2 separate regions of the Mus musculus genome follow, and region 2 is linked to region 1. The links are chromatin contacts, called in public promoter capture Hi-C maps. All regions are on one chromosome and are shown on one strand. Each heading gives the region's core, a stretch centred on a gene start, on an enhancer-like site or on the middle of the called end of the contact. The rest is flanking DNA. Distances are from core to core; before and after follow the strand shown.

Evidence for each region. Promoter capture Hi-C pulls out the DNA fragments that hold promoters and counts their contacts.
Region 2: a contact with region 1 is called in a promoter capture Hi-C map of embryonic stem cells, with 5 times the contacts expected there. The contact joins the promoter of Msx2 here to the promoter of Shc3 in region 1. A contact is called at or near these places in 3 of 39 promoter capture datasets (embryonic stem cells, liver and pre-B cells) and 1 of 115 datasets of contacts at active chromatin or transcription factors (embryonic stem cells).

The regions. Positions count from the first base shown.
Region 1 is chr13:51,567,396-51,570,775 of GRCm38.p6, reverse strand. Shc3 (src homology 2 domain-containing transforming protein C3) reads left to right here and starts at 1,325. Exons shown (of 12, transcript NM_009167.5): 1 at 1,325-3,380. The coding sequence starts at 3,332.
Region 2 is chr13:53,470,733-53,474,239 of GRCm38.p6, reverse strand. It overlaps Msx2 (msh homeobox 2), which reads left to right and starts at 1,460. Exons shown (of 2, transcript NM_013601.2): 1 at 1,460-1,908. The coding sequence starts at 1,530. It overlaps Gm33763 (a long non-coding RNA gene), which reads right to left. Exons shown (of 4, transcript XR_873406.2): 2 at 1-265.

The DNA.
Region 1 (3,380 bases), core at 76-2,575:
CTTGTTTGTTTGAAATAAGGTCTCTTCTTGGCTTAAAACTTGCTGAGGGGTTGGGCTGGCTGGCTGTGTAACACTGGGTCGTCAGCCCATTTATTTGTTTGTCTGTTAGTATTTTTGGTTTTGTTTTTTTAAATGTTGAGTTTTTGAGGATTGAATTCAGGTCCTCTTGCTTGCAAGATAAAGCATTTTACAGACTGGGCTATTGCTCCTCTACTCTGATGACCTAATCCCAGTCCTGTCCCAGAAGCCCCTCCCCTAAATGACACAGACTAAGCTTTCACCTTTTGAAAGAAAGGTGGCCAGGATTAGACTTCAACATAAGCATCCAGTGAACACGTGATAGTCACAGCATAGCGCAGACTTTGAACATGGCATCTAGAATTATCTATCCTCGTTCTCACTGGTGCCAGTTTGTTTCGAGTTGACAGCCCAGAGCTTGGGCTTTGGGGGATCATGCCTAAAATAAGCGACAGCCAGGCTCCCTAGGGCGAACAAAGGGCTCTCCTGGGACAGGCACGTGAGCAGAGTTCCCCTGCAGGGGCTGTGGAATTCCATCTGACGCATTTGGGCTCTTTAATTTATTTTCTTTTTTCCTGTACACCAAAATATTCGTATCACTTTCCAGCTAACAGCAGCTCTAGCTGTACTATATGATATTCTTGGTATATTAACGTCTAACACCAACGAGTCTAATTGTTGTATGTAAATTTACACCGCCATTCATATTTTCTCAGTCGGCTCCCTCCGTTGGCCTCATAATAGAATCCAAAGTCTCCTTGTTGGCTAAAGGGTTAAATGATGTAGCTTTGGGATCCCCTCCGCTGCTCTGGAGACTTAGCTTGCATAGGTCTTCTTTATTCCTTTATTAGGAAAGACTTCATGGGGAAGAGGCTAGCCTTTGACTGGGTCTTCTGTGTGCATTCATAATAAAAGCTGGTACATTCATGGCTGCTCTGTGAGGTAGAAGAACCAGTGAATGAAAGTTTGGGTACAGCTCACCTCCCAGAGAGTGGTCCTGCTTCACCCGGAACTGACCCGATAGTCTCCAACACCCTTATAAAACTAATTTTCCCCATCTCTCTATACCGGCTTGTTTCTTCCTCCCAGAATTTTTGTAATCAATCTGGGTGGTGTTATTTTTTTTTTTTTCTTTCTCTTTTTTTTTCCCACACTGCTGTTGGATAAAAGATCCCGCCCTTGATTGAAATGGAATCTTCCACTATTGAGCGAGCCTTTGTTGAATGAGTCATCGGCTCAGCCTCTCATTGGCTGAAGCCGCCTGAGCCCAGGGGATTGCCTGGCACCGGCTGCAAGGACCCGCTCCATTCACAGAAACGCTGGCTCGCTCGCCGGCCCTTTCATTCACACAAACAGCATCTCATTCACATTCGGTCTGTTTTTTTTTTTTTTCCTTTTTCTTTTTTTCTTTTTGTCTGCTTCTAATGAAGAAGACCACGGTTTGGGAATGGTGGGGCTGACTTGCTTCAGATTGGAGGGGGACTCCAATCACCATCGAAATCGTCCGTGGGGTGCGCATCTGCTGTTGCTATGCGAGCTAGAGGAAGGGAGAAAAGAGAGTGCGGGGTGGCTGTTCAGCTAGGGCTGCCGCGCGGTTGGAGAGCGGTGGGGACGTGTTTGCTGCGCCAGGGCGGGCCTGGCGGCTCTGCGCTTTTTCGTCCTCTGGAACCGGCCTCACTTGCACGGCCGCCACGGGTGGCTCTCCCTAAACTCCCTTCCTGGGGCTCCCAGAAAGCCTGGGAACCGCACTGCCTCCCGAGATCAGCCCTGGGCGTGAGAAGACTCAGGGTGACCTGCTAGTGTGCTAGAAGGCAAATGCATTCGCTTGCACAGAAGTTACCAGGAAACTTTGACAGCGATTGACTTCTCGGTGGTGCAGGTTATCTGTCTTAACACATGAGGCCACCTGGTAGAGGCCACCGAGGAAGGGCTCAGTGGGTCTCAGAATCTTGGTCAGACCCTCGGGGAGGCTGTCGATGTCCTATTCTCCCAAGCGTCAGGAAGAAGGCCTGTGCGTGTCACTGCAAGCCTGGGCCCGACTCGCAAGGAAGAGGCCATTCTTGCTGTGGATTTGATGGACAGTTAGAGCAGCCGCATTTTTTTTCCTGCCTGACTGCAGGGCTGCAAGCAGCAACTGAAGGGACATTGAAACGGATTGGTAATGCTACTAAGGCATGCTTCCAGGGCTGAAACACATTCACTTGGAATAAAACTCAAAACGCGGCCCTCTTTCTCTCTCTCTCTCTTTTTTTGGCATGGATTTCTGGAGCCTGTTGCCGCTCAGCAGAGATGCAGGTTTTTTTTTGAAGTAGATTTTTCAACTGAACCCTAGCTGAGTACGGCTGCTGACTGCTGTAAATTATTAGGGAAGACCCCCTCTGAGCTGTACTGAGAAGAAATTTCTGTGCTGATTTTTTTTTTTTTTCGTGAATTGGTACAGGAATTGCACCGCCACAGATACATGGCTGCTCTGCTGATCTGAACAAGAAAAGCAAACCACAGGAAACTGACAGGTTTTTTTCTTTCTTTCTTAAATATTCATCTGCTGGTGAAGGGTCCCCCCTCTTTTTTTTTTTCCTACTTAAAATTCTTGCTACTTTCCAAAATCAGGATTCATCAGGATTCGCCTTGAAGACTTCTTTAAAAGCCTTCGTCACATTTGAACGCATCCCTGTCAGACACTTCTGGGCTTCATCCACATGAGCTGAGCAAGGGAAGAGCAAGCCATTGCACGGAATAATGGGTTGCGGAAAGTTCAAGAGATCATTTGACGGGACTGGATTTACCTTTGGCACAGATGCGGGATGGGGAGGGGGTAGGTGAAAAGGCAAAGACTGGAAGGAAATATCTGCGAAGGTAGAAAAAGGAAATTTGAGAACTGATTGGCTGTAGTTGCTGTCAGCGGGTGGATGTCGTTTTCTTCTCTCTCTTTTTGCTACAGGAAGTGATTTGCGGAGCTCACCGAGCCTTTGTTGAGAAGGGTCTCCTCAGAGTGAGTCACGCTTTTGCTGGGAGCAGCCCCGTGCAGCTGGCCGCTCGCTCCATCAGCCGCAACTATGACTTTTGCAAGGCAAGCGTTCCACCCCAACCCTCGGTCTCCAGGGCCCGCGCTGCGTGGCTGCTGCTCTGCTGCCTTGTAACGGTGAAAAGGGCTCGGTCGTCGGCCTCGGCTGTCCCTCTCCGGAAAGGCTGTCCTGGGACTCGGGCTCCTCGTCCCGCTCGGGGGACCGCGGCTCGTGTGCTATGCGCGGCAGTCCGCGCCAGGGCCGGCAGCAGCAGCGCCCGGGTGGATGCGGCGAGCCCACGGAGGGGCATGCTTCCACGCACCAAGTACAACCGCTTCAGGAATGACTCGGTGACAT
Region 2 (3,507 bases), core at 211-2,710, 1.9 Mb before region 1:
TGGTCCTCCCCTTTGGTGCTGGAGGGAGTATTTAGGGAGCATTTGCTGTTTGGGACCAGCGCTTAGCAGGCTCTTCTTTCCCCCACCAGTCCGGATGGGTTTTTGGATCTATGAAAAAGCTTCTGCAGCCTGAAATGGGTTGTTTGCAGCGATCTTTCTGCTCCTGCTGGCTTGCGGGCAAGGGAGGTGCAGAATTATTTCAGGCCTCTGTCTCAAAACTCTCTTCTTCCATGCATTGATACAGTTGGTCACTGATGCTTTGGGGCTGCAGTTAGATAGAGAGTGTGCTTTAGGGTGGGATCCTGATAGGTATGCTGCTTAAAATTTCAAAGTCAGGTGAGATGAGCTTTCCCCAAAGATATTCAGGCTTTGGGTTTGCAAAGTCGAACCCTGTTATTTGCAGAGAGAATAAAGACACTAAATGTCACAAATACCCTTCTCCCCTGCCCATCACCTCCCAAGGCAGATGCTATCCTGACACCTGAACTCCAATGACAAACACAAACTCAAAAAAAAAAAAAAAAAAAAAAAACCTCATGAGCACACTTTTGCACGGGCCTAGAGAGGAGACTCAAGGGGTGAGAAAATATCCCCATTGACAGTTTCTAAAACTTGTCCTGTTTGGACAGAGTATGAAATGGAGATCATTTGTGTAAATTAGCTGCCAGGAACCAATGGGCGCTGGGTCTGCTGGTGCACACCTACACTCTCAACACCAGGGACGAAGCCAGTGGGGTAGCAAGTTCAGGACCATCTTGGGTAAGATAGGGAGCGACTTCTAAGCTAGCCAGAGCTGGAGAGCAAGAGTCTGTTTTAAAGGAAAAAAAAAGGGAGAAAGGGTAGAGATTAGTTGAATATCCCTTGACCACCTCTCAGCCTTTCTCATCTTTGTCCCTTTTCTTAAGGAATGAGTTACAGCTAATGTCTTGGAACACTCTCCAAAGATAAGACAACTAAGGACCATGCCTAAACTATTTCTATTAGTAAAGATGCTGCTATTGTTTTCCATTATAGTTACAAAGATACACTAGTTTGAGCTCATAGTGGGAGCTTTATAAATGTTCCATGCCCTCCGCAGATTTCCAACATTCTCAGGCGGGAGCGTGTGGGATCGGCACCAGAAACACTTTAAAGAGGGGTTAAAAGACAAGAAATGAGACTCGGCAAGCTTCCTCTTTAAACAATCGGCTTTAATTACGCCTTAGACTTTTCAGTTTGGGCGATTATAACCCTTGAGGGATCGCCTAATAACAACTCTGCTGACTGCTCCTGTAATTAACTCCTAATTTATTTCAAACGGGGCGGGGGAAGGGCCCCAAGCCTCTCCAGGGAGAGCCAATCGGTGGCGAGCGTCCGTGGCGTCAGGAGCAGGGCCGTCGCCAGTTGGTTGAGCCGAGTCTCCCACTTCCCCTCGGAGGACAGGCTGGGCTCCCAGCGCGCCCCTGCCGGCTCCCCCCCCAAAAGTTGGAGTCTTCGCTTGAGAGTTGCCAGCGGAGTCGCGCGCCGACAGCTACGCGGCGCAGAAAGTCATGGCTTCTCCGACTAAAGGCGGTGACTTGTTTTCGTCGGATGAGGAGGGCCCCGCGGTACTGGCCGGCCCGGGTCCCGGGCCTGGAGGAGCCGAGGGCAGCGCAGAGGAACGCAGGGTCAAGGTCTCCAGCCTGCCCTTCAGCGTGGAGGCGCTCATGTCCGACAAGAAGCCGCCCAAGGAATCGCCCGCGGTGCCACCCGACTGCGCCTCGGCTGGCGCTGTCCTGCGGCCGCTGCTGCTGCCGGGACACGGCGTCCGGGACGCTCACAGTCCCGGGCCTCTCGTCAAGCCCTTCGAGACCGCCTCGGTCAAGTCGGAAAATTCCGAAGACGGAGCACCGTGGATACAGGAGCCCGGCAGATACTCCCCGCCGCCCAGTGAGTGCGCGTCTGGGACGGGATCCGGGCTGGACCAGCGCGAGGGGTCCCAGAGGGGCTGGGGAACGGGTGTTAACAGGATGATGCTCTTGACCCCCCTGGTACCCCAGTTCAGCGGGCGGTCCGCATCCCAGAATCCCTAGCTTCGAGGAATCTGCAGTACCTGAGCGCTGGCTGGCATTTGAAAACCAAACCAAGTTGTTGATTTCTGCAGTCCTTAGCCCCCTGCTCCGAAAACTTCATATTTGTGTACCTGCCCGGGAAATAGGGGAGAGTCGCTGTTTTGTTTTGTTGAGTCAGGGTCTCCTGTGGCCCGTGCTGGTATGCAGCTCAGGATGGTCTTGAACTCGTCATCTTACTCCACCACCTAAGTACTAGAATAACTGGTGTGCACCACCACACCGGGCTGGGATCCACTTTAAATGAGTATTGAAATGTGGTTTTGCTGGCCTTCAAAATATACAGGCAGCCCCATGAAGTTCACCCCACTATAAAGACTAGACAACTGGAAGTTAACCAGACATGGAGCAGACATACTTGGTAGTCTTCGAACTCCAGTGTCCATCCTATGAAGGGAAGGTGGCAGGCAGAGACTGATTCGGAAAGGAAGCTTCTTGTATTCTAGTCCGTTGTTGGTTAGGTTCTGCGTGTTGCAGGGAGCTAGTTTGGGCCAGACCCTCGTGGGCTCTCCTGGGTTCACAGTAATAATTAACAGCATTCCTTCAGAACTTGAGAATGTACAGTGAGGTGGCCACAAGTTCGCCAGATTTGGCTGCTTGCTAGAACCTCAAAGTACAGGCAGAGGCATGCCACCTGTGGCTACCCCTTCAGACTTGGTGGCTAGTGCTTAGAGGATTGCTCTTGCTTGGTCCAGGTTACCATTCATACTTGCAATGGGCATGGGGGTCTGGTGTCCATGCTCTCTGCCCCCTCTTTTGAGGGTGATGGCCATATTGCTATTTTCACTGCACCCCACTTCCTCCAGGGAGGCTGTGCCGACTTCCTTTCCAGACTTAGCATCCCTTTGGGGTCCATTCCTGAAACTTTGTTTTTAGTTTTATCTCTTGGCCTTTGAGGTTTATCTCTTCTGTTGCCTTTTTTCCTGCCCCCCCCCCCATCAAACTTTGGGAAAGTTGAGAAAGAGGGAGAGGGATTGTGGAGGGACTTTCCCAGCTCAGCTGGGGGAGAACTTGTCTTCCTTTCTACCTTTCAGCCCGGCCCTCTGGACTAGAGATGCAAAGTATTTTGTGAACAAAACAAGACCATATACCCAGGCGTCAGTGGCTGTCCCCTCTGGCTGTCTCTCTCCACCCTGCTGGAAATTCTGAAAGGCTGAAAGGGTGCAGAGATTAAGGACTTAAAGAATTTAAACTCCAGTTTGCACAGTGCTTTTCAATACATTATCTTATCTGATCTCCTTTGTGCGGCAGCCGAGAGCCTCTTGTTAACAGAAGAGGCCGTTTCACAGCAGAGTTCAGAGGGATCAGCAGTTTGGGCCCATGGAAAAAAAAGCTCTTGGGCACATTGATTTGCTCATTACCCCCCAAGTGGGGCTCTGGGCACTCCAACATGTAGCTCTCTAAGCCACCCGAGGGATAA